Regions from separate parts of the Rattus norvegicus genome. Here region 1 is linked to region 2. A link is a contact called in public Hi-C data. All regions are on one chromosome and are shown on one strand. The core of a region is the stretch at or near the end of the contact, and the rest is flanking DNA. Distances in the headings are between cores, read along the strand shown. Region 1 has its middle 57 kb from the start of Bach1. Region 2 holds the start of Cct8 (chaperonin containing TCP1 subunit 8).

Region 1 (5,693 bases), core at 2,546-5,045, 280 kb after region 2:
CAGGTAGCTCACCTGTCTGGCTAGGGATGGCACCGCCCACAGCAAGTCGGGCTCGCCTTCATCAATTAGAAATTAGGAAAACACGTCACAGACATCTTCCCAGGCCAGTCTGGTTGAGGAAACTCTTTACGTGAGGTTCCCTCTTCTAGATGACTCTAGGCTTTGTTCAAGCTAGCAGCTGAAGCTAACAATGAAAGGGGCCATTTCTTTCTCAAGCTGGCGTTTCTTAAATGTGGACAAAGGGTTATGACCCCATACACACTGTGTCTAGATTGTAGCACTTTGATATTAAGAGGTAGTTTTCTCATCTTAATACAAAGCTCTTAAGTTTATTTGGGGGAAATGATAATTATTTTCATGTTAGAAGAAAACATTACCACCCTCATTTCACAGATTAGTTATCAAATTAGAATGAGCTAACATAATATAAAAATGTTACATTTTGTATAGTTATTTTATACTTACATATGATGATTATAAATTGGGCTAGAGATATGAGTACAAGGTAAATTGACCAGGAGTTTTATCCTGAGCAATTTGCTTCTGTAAAATAATCTAGGGAGCTGGAGAGATGGCTCAGTGGTTAAGATTTCCGACTGCTCTTCCAGAGGTCCTAAGTTCAATTCCCAGGAACCACATGGTGGCTCATAACCATCTGTAATGGTATCCGAAACCTTCTTTTGTGTGTCTGAAGACAGCTACAGTGTACTCACTCTATAGTGTACTCACTTATGTAAAATAAATAAAAATCTTAAAATCTAATAAAAGCAGGGTTCCTATGCATGAAGTAATATGATAACCTCATTCATTACACTAAAGAGAAACATCCAGTTAAAGAGAATGCTGTAACAAATTATGTCAGCATGCTAAGATGTCATCTTCAACTACATTAAGAAATTACATAAAATACTGAAATTTCCAAATAGCATAGTGTAAATCAGCACTTAGCTGAATATCCAAATTTCATATATATATATATGTATATAAGCATATATATATCCTCATACACACTCACTTTATTCATATATATATGTGTGTATATATATATATATATACATAGAACACACATCACTCCCTTCTTTCATGAGTAGAAAAGATTATTTTGAATCATCTTGTAATTTGTTCTTTTTGAGATAGAAGGCACTCACTATCCCTCAGTAAAATTACTCTTTAGTGACTCCTTCGTTCACATAATGGCAACTCCCCACCTAGAAGCTCATCCACACAGGCTACGAATAAAGTCACCTAGGGCGGAGAGGGTTGTGTGAAGAATTACAGTTCTGTATTGCTATGGGGGCATTGCCTCTGAGTGAGAAAGCCGTGGATTATTAGAAGGACTGGCAAGGGTACTGTGGGTGTCTGTGGCACATGGCCATGAATGGGCTAGAGGGAACCATGGAACTAAGGGCAGCACAGGGGCATGGCTGACAGACACAACTCCAGGAGCAGTCACGGCTATATCCAGTGCTGTATTTTTTCTTGTTCTCCATTATAATCCCCTCTGTTACAATCAAGTCCTCTGTTAACTGTGTTTATGTGTCTATCCGTGTACTTTCTGTACTTTTGAGAATAAAGGGAGAGGCCTGTTATTCTTAGGTAAGACCAGAACCCGGATTGCATAGACAGGTGGTAAGAATGGCGTGGGGTGACACGAGAGGCAGTCACTGGAGCAGTGGCTCCGAAGGAGAATAACTAATGGCGTGGTAGACCAGTATTTGTATTTACTAAGCTTCTCGTTGACCTCTGCTAAACCCAGGAAAGAAGCAAACATTTCATTGGGGCTGATTTAGTTACAGCTTCAGAGGTTTGGTCCGTGATCATCATGGCGGGAAGCATGGCAGCGTGGTGCTAGAGGAGCTGAGAATTCTACATCTTGATCTCTAGGCAGCAGGAGGGAACTGGAATTCCTCACTGGGCGGAGCTTGAGCCTGTGTATGACCTCAAAGGCTTGACTCCACAGTGACGCACTTCCTCGAATAAGGCCACACCTCTTCCAATATGGCCGCACCTTCTGATAGTGCCACTCTCCGTGGGGGAAGCATTCGAACACAGGAATCTTTGGGGGTCAAACCTATTATGTCATCACAGGCCATTTGAGGAGAAGTGGGTGGGTAATGAAATACAGGCAGGAAAAGCGGTGGGCAAATGCACCAGGAAGCGCTACACCGCCCTCTCTGTCCGCCCTTTCTCTCCAGAAAAGCCAGAGCTACTTTTGCTTGGCATGTGGTGTGGATGTGATGGCTTGCTTTATGCATCATGTGGATTGGCTCAGGCACTGGCTCTGTGTCTGTGCCCGTGAGGACACTTATGGGTAACCTTAGCACTGGAATAGCGACTCAGTAAACTAGGCTGCTTTCTCCCGTTAAGTAGGTGTCATTTTGTCAGTCTACTGAGGTTCTGAAAAGAACAGGGAGCAGAGGAAAATACACCTCCTCCTGCTTGGGCACTGTTTGTCTTTGTGCCCAGACAAGCCACGGGTTCCACGGGATCTCCGGCCTTTGGTCTGGATGCAAAGAGTCTTCAACTTGCATGTGGAAGATCACAGGACTTCTCAGTTACCACAGTCCAATGAGCTATTTTCTCAGGTTCTTCGTGCTGATGACAGATAAAGCTTCCACCTCTTTCTCTAGAACGCCTCAAGAAATTAATAAACCTGTGTGGTCGTGAACAATTGAGAGTTGGGGTCATTCGTTATTGGGGTATAATTTGACATGTCTGAACTATATAGTGGGACTTCCCGAGATACAAAGAGGCAGAACTCAGAAGACTGCACCCTTTATTGAGTGACACCCAGCAGGGGATTTCTGCAGATCTGCGGATCCTTTGGGTGGGTAGGCTTCAACTTGCCCTTGGGGGTTGCATGCTGATGCCAAATGGTGTGTTCATACTCCCCTGAAATGCCACTTCTGCCATGTAAACGTTTGTTAACTCACTCAACAGCCCTATACTCACCTTTCACCTCTTAAGTTTTCAAACCATCACGTCCAGAGACTTTAATGACAGCTGTCCATGGGCATAGAAACACCAGTGGAGAGGGAGAGAGAGAGAGAGAGAGAGAGAGAGAGAGAGAGAGAGAGAGAGAGAGAGAGAGGAGAGAGAGACAGGAGAGAGAATGTGTGAATGTGTGTGTATCTGATGAACTCTGGCTTGATTTATACGTGGTTGTCAAAAACTATCTTCAAGAGTAGAATTGTACCCTTGGAAAATCCTGGAGACCCCTGTCTTAGCCACTTTCCTGTTTTTTACATTAGGAAGTTAATCTACATGTTATATTTTAAAAAGAAGATTTGACTATTTAAGATGCATTAAAAACAACCCTCCTAATTCCAGGAGGGCAGCAACACAGATCAATTAGAAAGGCCTCATTACTTTACAGCAGTCCAGACGCTGATAGGCACAAGGCAAGGACAGATAACTAAGCCATTGCTTTAGGGAGTGGGGAGGTCAGGCCAAAGAAGCTGTACTTGAAAAACAGCTCCGAGGTGTGCAAGGTCCTGGGTTTGGTCTTCAGCTCCAGGGGATGGGGGTGGGGGGAAAGCAGCCTCCATGAATACTCTGTCTGTCCCTGTTCCGCCTCTCAGTAAAGGCAAGTAGAGGAACCAGAGCAGTTACCCAGATAATTAAAGACAAACAAAATTGGTGTTCGTGACAGGTAATGCGGAGAACTTCCTCTACATTTACTTTGCCTCTTGGGTCAGCAAGAATCCGATCTGACTCACAGAAGCAACTTCAACAGGGCAAAGGCTCTCGGATGCTGTGTAATGCTTCATAGGAATTCCCCGACTCATCAATCTGGATGTCGAAACAGCTCTGTCAGATCTCACGGCCACGTTGTTCCCACTGGCTCATGGCAAACCCCAGCACTGCTACTGCGGTGAAATTGTTAAGCTGTTTGTGAAACTTCAGAAGACACTGGGTCTGGCAGCTCCTACTTGTGACGCTGTGCTGTGCTCTTACAGGGTGGGCGAAGGAGACCAGCGGTGGCTGAGGACAGGGCAGGACGATAGTGGGTGTCACCTCCCCGACTACCACTTTGCAGAGGAGAACAGGGAGATTCACTAATCACATGAGGCAATGCAAGAATCCTTAAACGTGGAGGGAAAGACATGACAGTGTGGTGAGCTGTGAAGTGTGCTGGCAGGAGGACAAACCTGAAGCTGTAAGGAAAGTTAGGCGAGATAAGACAGTCCCCAGGACAGTCCCACCCACCTCACCTCTAGTGGCAGATCAGGGAGATGGTTCAGCACTGGAGACAAAGCCCTTGTCACTCCTTAAGATCTAGATGGCAGTGGCTGGTCATCTTCCTGGCTTGAGAGGTCAAGTTGTTAAAAACTGACCTAGCGGGGGTGAAAGGAGAAGAGGTTGAGAAGAGAGAACAGCCAGAACGCAGCGAGCCTCCTCATCTTAGCATGTGTGAGAGAAGGCCCAGCTGAAGGCGGCAGGTTGCAGGAGGCCCAGCACAGGTAGGGAATCACAAGGTTGGGCAAAGACCTCATCGACCGAGAAAAACCCTGGAGTCGCTCTGAGCCTGTGTTCATCGGAGGCTCAGTCTCGGGAATTATCAATCTGCCTTTCACCTCTACGGAGCCTGACAGCCCACGTTCCAATGCTGAACTTGGCTCCTCTAGCGCCATCCACCTTACCCTCATCCCTTCAGCAGGTGATGGACACTCAGCAAGTCTTGGAAATGAAAAGATAGATCTCCTCCTGGTACCAATCTTAGTTACGTTGCTGGTTTTCATATCCTCAGTCAGGGTGGAAGAGGCCTCCCTTCCCCAGCAAACCATTAGTTACCCTTAGAGAGTAGGATCTGGGGAGTCTGCCCAGCCCACAGGCTGCACAGGAAGTCCGGGCAGCAGAGGGACCTGGTGTGTAAAACAGGGGAAAGAGTGAAGCCAGTTGTGGACGTCAACTGCTCCAGACTCAACACTAGCAAAGTGACCCTAGGAAACAAGACTCGAGTTTGTGGCCATTTCCAATGAAGTGGTTCACCACAGTGTGGAACTCCAGTTTCATGAGATCCAATTCCCTCCCTCTACTGACCTCTGTGGGACCTCTGTGAGCACTGGGCACACATGTACTACAGAGACATAGGTGAAGGTAAAACTCTCGGGCACAAAATTACATAAATCTAAAAGTAGTTAAAAAATAGCTAGATTACATAAAGAATTGCAAAAATTAAACAACAAAACCATCAATAAGTGGACCGATCAATCCATTTAATAAACAGTTCTCAAAGAGTTACCAATGGCCAATAAATACATAAAATATGGTCAATGCTTTTAATCTACAGGAAAATGCAAATTATTTCTGCTCTGTGACATTGTCTCAACTCAGGATGGTGTCATTAAGCAAACAAAGGGCTACAAATCCTGGCTGAGGATGTGCAAAAAGGACTGCCAATGGGGGTGTGAGCTGGTGCAGCCACTGTGGAGGTTTCTAAAGCAATTAACGACAGCACCCCACATGACTCAGATGGATAACGCTGAAGTTTCTAAGTCAGTGTAGCGTAGAGATACTTACACACCTGTGTTTAATTGTCTCATTATGTCCACAGACAGGCAATGGACAGATGTCTGCAAACGGATGAATGGATGAAGTAAATGTGACAGTTACACGAATGGGATTTTATTACGCAATCAAAAGTGAAACCATGACATTTCCAAGAAATTTGCTGCAAGTGGAAACCATGT
Region 2 (6,204 bases), core at 588-3,087:
CTTTTTCCAGAAAGCTGAATTTCTAACTAAAAGTTAGAAGCACATCATGCCACCAACTATAAAACTGTGTGTAAGACCTGCACTATACAGTAACGCCCACAGGACGAAACGAGGCAGCTAACAATCACGGCACATCTTTCCCAGCCTGAATTTGGCCATTACCATTTGGTCCATATGCTGTACGGGTGGTCTGGGCCAGCTCCTTGCAAGCCTGTATATTTCTATACACAGCCTCTTCTAATCCTGAGAAATGCTGCAAGAGAAAACGTCTGCTTAAATATGGTAATGAAGAATCTTCAGATACCTCTGCTAATTATGCTTCTAAGAAACAGCCAGGATCACATAGGCATCCTTCAGATGGGGTCTCAACAGCCTCAGTTTACCCCTAACTTGCCATTGTGCCCAATCACTTTCTACCTGTAAAATAATGGGGTGATTGGCAGCTCCTACTTGGCAGGTTATTTAGACTCACCTAGCTAATTAACAACTGTTCTTCTCCCCGCCTTTACCCAGGGATTGAACACAAAAACGCAATCCACCATTAATCTACAATCCCAACCTATTAGTACTAGCCTTTAACCTGAAATCTTTTGGAGGGGACTTAAATGTATCTTCATCATGGTCCCCTCAGTACTGATTTACATACAGTATCTCTGTGCTTAAGTGCTAGCCTTCCAGAGAAATCCTTTAAATATCATTTCCTCAGTCTGAGTGAAGGAGAAAAAGACCCCTCAAATGGGAAGCAGTATCATTTCCAGAACTTACTAACTTACATTAAATCCTGACATCCATTTAGTGTGCCAACTTATCACTACAAAGAGAAGCTAGCCCTCTAAACTGTTAAGGACCCTCTATTTCCCCGAAGACCTTAAATTCAATGCATTTATCTTTTTCTACAAGTTCCAGAAATATGGAAGTCAAAGCAAAGTTTTCTGGTAGCTTGAGCATCTCGAGACAAATCACTCCATAAGCAGTGTGACCGTTGACAAAAATAAATAAATAAATAAATAAATAAATAAAATAAAAACACTCCTGAAACTGTGTTCTAAGGGATAACACTATTTGACCTGTCCTGGGGCTTCACTTATCCTGTAGGCTACGAAATCGGACAGTCAGGATGAAAAGACAGTAACAGCCTTTGGCTCGGTCTCCTCAATTCAGAAAAGATAAAGGAAACACAACTTCCAGAGGTGGGTTTTCAGTAAAACAGTTGGGATTGGATGTCTCTGGATGGTCCATGATTACCTTTTGGAAGGAAGCAACCAAGAGCAGGCTCAAAGGTTACTATGCCGGACTCCTGTCACTTCCACCCTACAAGTCCGGACCCCAAAACAACCGGTTATCAATTCTGTCCAAACTCATTAACTGCATCGCCAGCTCCCGTTAAGGGCGGGGCCCCTGGGCTCCATCCCACGGACACATGCAGAGCTGGGACGCAAACCCCTAGCCTTGTCCTGTTCCCTCCGGCCAACCTCGCTGGGGCAATAACAGAAATGCCCACGGGTTTCAGCGACCGGGCATCCAGAGCACAGCTCCCTTTCTAGAACCTTCTCTATCCCGGATCGCGGCGCGGTCGCACGTTTGCAGGCCTTTCGCGGGCGCCACAGCGCGGGCCCGCCCTCCCACCGCACAAACTCTCTATGCCACCTACTTTTGCTCCATCTTTGAGCATCTGGGCAAAGCCCGGGGCCTTGGGGACGTGAAGCGCCATGGCTAGCCCGCAATCAACCGCTCACGCGCTCGCTCCAAGGAAGCAAGGTGCCCCGCGCAAAGCCTGCTGGGAAGGTGCCTTTGCGCTGCCTCACGGTCTTCTATGGCCGGTCGCCCCGCCCCTTCACCCATCATCTCATCTGAAGTATCGCGAGAACGAGAGTGAGCTCCATAGAGAGGTTCCAGCAGACAGACCCAATCTGCCGATCTCCGATTAAATCGAACGATTAGGCCGATCTCGGTTCGCAGGCCTGATTCGTGTCCCTTGTCCTAAGTTAATTAGCAAACTCTGGTTGGAAGGTTTGGCTTGTGACATTTCTGAGGTGGGCACCCCACTTATTAACCTTCATTTGCACTACTCCTGCAGATCTAGCACCGGGACAAGGTAGCCTTTTCTTCTCTATGCTCACCTGCCCTCGTCCTTGCAAACTACCAATGGTGGTCCTCCGTGTGTCCGTTGGGCACTGTAGGAAGCCCTGAAGATTCGAAGGTGATAACTGAAATAGTAACGAGGGTTGCAACTTGTGGAGTGCACGTGTGTGGCAGATCTAAGTGGTTTGCTTAAGTGTAGTTATCTTTGTTACTGGTCAAATGTAAGACTGAATATTGACATCCACAATTTAAGTGATACACCAGAGGTCACCGAGCCAATAAATATTGAAGGATGATTTCTACCTCAGGTTGACAGATTGCAAAGTGTGCATATTTAACCCTTTGTATGTATAAAAAAAAAATCCCCTCTACTCCCCCACATGCCACTGCTATATCTTTCCAAATCGACGGAGTTAATGTAAATAGAACCGTTTCACAGAGAAGGTAAAAGTCTTACAATAAAAAAATACAAAAAATGGAAGCATCTCCCGCCCTTGCAGAAAACTACGAAACATTTTGGTGAGTCTTTGGACATACAGAAATTAAAGTTTTCTTTAAATTGGGACAGATTCATAATTTCAAGTGTATGATCAGTTGCAATTTTTTTCTAATAAGCATTTAAAATATGTAACCATAAAAATAATACTTTCTTGTCACCTAAGACGACAAGGTAAGTGAGCCATCTGTATTGGAAGACAGTGCAAAAGGTCAGTGGTTCTCAAAGACTTGTTTGGACACCTCTGAGGCTCTCCAACACTCTCAGGGTCCATTACTATGGAAGTATTTCCATACTAATACAGAGGAGACTCCTCTCTTCCTGTGGGGCGTTCTGAAGGCCTACAGGGCGTTCAGTATTTCACAGTATGAATGTGAAAAGAACAAGGAGCCTCTTATACCTTTTGTCTTCCATTAAGCCACATATAAAATATTTGGGAAAAAAAACTTGTAAATGTCACTCCTTAAAAAAAAGATATTTTCAATGATATTATGTTACCCTCTAATGTTCACTGTTCTGTTTTAATATTTATGTTTAGTAGTTTGATTTATAATATAAACAATAGTTGATTACTACAGTACACAGTAACAAACAATCAATCATTTTAAACCTCTATGCGGATTCTATGACTGTGAAGTACATGCGACCTGAGCAGTATGACGGTCTAAGATTTTCTCCTGCTCATGGACCAGCTAAAAAAACCCAAAAACCCATTTTCTCAGAGAGCACCATTTATGGATAAAAGTGAAAAGAGACGTAAAATTATACCTGGCTTGTTAAAAGTAACTATGAGGGGTTGGGGATTTGGCTCAGTGGTAGAGCGCTTGCCTAGCAAGCGCAAGGCCCTGGGTTCGGTCCCCAGCTCCGAAAAAAGAATAGGAAAAAAAAAAAAAAGTAACTATGAGGAATTAAATCTTGGCAAAATTTGCTAACTAGACCCTGAAAAACTAAACTTGAGTTCAAGACAACTGATACATTTTCATTAAAAGTTTACAGTAAAAGTTGGCTTTGTACTTGTGGAAATGGAAAGAATTAAAATCCATTTAACTCATCAAGGAATTAGATTTTAATTGCCAGTTATTCCTTTTAAATGAAGGTTTGTTAATTTTGCGTAATTTGGGTTAAACTGTATGTACTGGCTGGTTTTGTATGTCAATTTGATGCAAGTTACCATCATCAGAGAGGAAGGAGCCTCAGCTGAGGAAATGCCTCCATGAGATCCAACTGTGAGGCATTTTCTCATTTAGTGATCCATGGTGGGTAGGAGGCATTCAGCCCATGCTGGATGGTGCCATCTCTGGGCCGGTGGTCTTGGATTATGTAAAAAAGTAGGCTAGTTGGAGGCTGGAGAGATGGCCCAGTGATTAAGAGCCCTGACTGCTCTTTCACAGGTCCTGAGTTCAAATCCCAGCAACCACATGGTAGCTCACAACCATCTGCAATGGGATCCGGTGCTGTCTTTCGGTGTGTCGGAAGACAGTTACAGTGTATTCATGTACATAAAATAAGTAAATAAATCTAAAACAAACAAACAAAAAACCTGGGTTGCGTCTCTAGCACTGGAAAGGAAGGAGGGAAATAAACCAGGACTATTCATGTGCACCAACTAGTGAGCAGGAGAATTCTAGTGACCCTCTAGGTATTTTTAAATTTTATTTTAATGACATCTGAATATGCCCTCTTCTGGGTGTGTCTGAAGAATACTCATATACATAAAAATGTTTTTTAAAAAAGTTGGTTGAATAATGAAACACATTTTCCTATCGATCATATAAGAAAAGAGCCATGTAATAAAATGGTTGACACCACAAAACCAGGCATACAGAAGACAATGGTCCACTTTTTTTTTACTCTGTGTGTGTGTGTGTGTGTGTGTGTGTGTGTGTGTGTGTGTTTTCGGGTGAATGTGTGTATATGTGAAAGCCAGAAGTCATCCTCAGGTACAATTCCTTGGGAGTTGTCCATTTTGTTCTTTGAGATAGGGTCTCTCACTGCCCTAGAACTTGACAATTAACCAGTGAACCCTGGGGATTTTCCTGTCTTCCTGTCTTCAGCCCTGAGATATGTACAGTGAACCTAGGCCCTCCAGCTTTCTTGGATTAAGCAATCTCTCCAGGCCCTTTAGTTTATCTCTTAATTTTCCACATTATAAGATATGCTAGAAAAAAAGAGGTAACTTGCAGCCTAGAGTTCAGCAGTTAAGAGCACTTGTGGCAATTGTTGCTCTTGCAGAGAACCTAGGCTCACTTCTCAGCACCCATTTGGCCACTATCAAGTGTCTTTGACTCCAGTCCCAGAGGACCGGATGCCCTCGTCTATCCTCCACGAGCACTGCACACATGTAGTGCATAGATGTACATGCCAGCAAAATGCCCATATACATTACAAATAAATTATTTTTTAAAGGACAATTTGTCAAATTTAATTCCCTAAAGAATAAGACCTTGATGCCTGGTTTGATCCAAAGGCAAAATTACAAATTTGTCACTGAACAAGGAGGCAGCACATGGCATCCAGAGATTTTTCACTCTTAGCTCTCGGACTAACCACTGAGCCATCTCTCCAACCCTCCCCTCCCCACTCTCCTCCCCTCTCAGCCCCCACCCTTCCCACTTCCATCCCCTCGCCTTAGCTCTAACTAACCACTGAGCCATCTCTCCAACCCTGCAACCACCCCCTGCCCCATACCCTACCCCTGTCCTCTTGCAAATCCAGGGCTTGTAAGTGCTAAGTGTTTAACCACTGAGCTACAGCCCAGCCCTTGGGTTTTGGAGACAAGGTTATAATATATAACCTCAGCTCACCTGGAGCTTGTGGTTCTCCCTCTTCAGCCCCCAAAGGCTGGCTTGTAGGCATATGTCCCATGCCCAGCTTGTCCATAGTTGCTTTGAGGTACTCAGCCCATGAGGCAGTGTTTATTTCTGTGATCGAGCTGCCAAGGATGCTTGATGCTTCGAATGCTTATTAGCCATTGTCATTCTCGCTGGTCCTAAGAATGTTTCGGCTATTTTTAATTGCGATGATTACCACCAGGGTTTTCAGTGGGGTCAGTCATTAGCCTCAGGGAGTAAAATTAAGAAAGGATCCAAGTGTCTATTTGTGTAACAATCTGGTAGAGCAATTACGCTCTCTCATTGCTATGTGATAGCCCATTTCCGGCTCCTTAATAGAGCCTCTCTCTTCTGACTACATGCCCAGCTGCATCACAGAGGAGAATGTCAAGTCAGAACAGCAATCTCCATGCAGAGGGGACTGGCTACCCAAGTGACCTTCCAGAAGACGGTCACCTCTATAATACTGTTATACAGTGGTGCCACAGGAAAGTGAAGTCTAGTAATTAGGAATGAGCTCTGAGAGGAGAAAGGAACCCCTTCCTCCCTTTTTTAGGAATTGTGAGTGAGAAAGAAGTACAAGGAAATAATACATTTAGAAGATCTAATGACAACTGCATATCTCAAGACGATATTCAACTTTGTCAAAAATCCCAAGAGCAAAGGAAAAAGTGAACAAAGAAAACAGCTGTCTCTAAGCCCGTATATTTCCTTCTCATCTGTGCTGTAATACATCAGTGGCCCTCCACTAAAGTCTTTTGGATCAAGGGCTGTTGTAAAATACTTTTTTTTGGT

Evidence for each region. A called contact is a pair of places that touch in the nucleus more often than the background predicts.
Region 1: a contact with region 2 is called in a Hi-C map of liver, with 5 times the contacts expected there. The contact joins the enhancer-like site here to the promoter of Cct8 in region 2. A contact is called at or near these places in 11 of 12 Hi-C or Micro-C datasets (the A7r5 cell line, the Rat2 cell line, Schwann cells and 7 more) and 1 of 1 datasets of contacts at active chromatin or transcription factors (oligodendrocytes).

The regions. Positions count from the first base shown.
Region 1 is chr11:40,479,691-40,485,383 of GRCr8, forward strand. No RefSeq gene overlaps it. Among named protein-coding and RNA genes, the nearest start is that of Bach1, 57 kb to the left of the region's middle. Within about 2 kb of position 3,796, at least 16 of the 93 cell types and tissues checked have an H3K27ac peak or open chromatin away from gene starts, as enhancers often do. A contact at or near this core is called in the A7r5 cell line, Schwann cells, hepatocytes and 1 more, where this site is marked.
Region 2 is chr11:40,206,491-40,212,694 of GRCr8, forward strand. Cct8 (chaperonin containing TCP1 subunit 8) reads right to left here and starts at 1,838. Exons shown (of 15, transcript NM_001105897.2): 1 at 1,652-1,838; 2 at 163-253. The coding sequence starts at 1,711.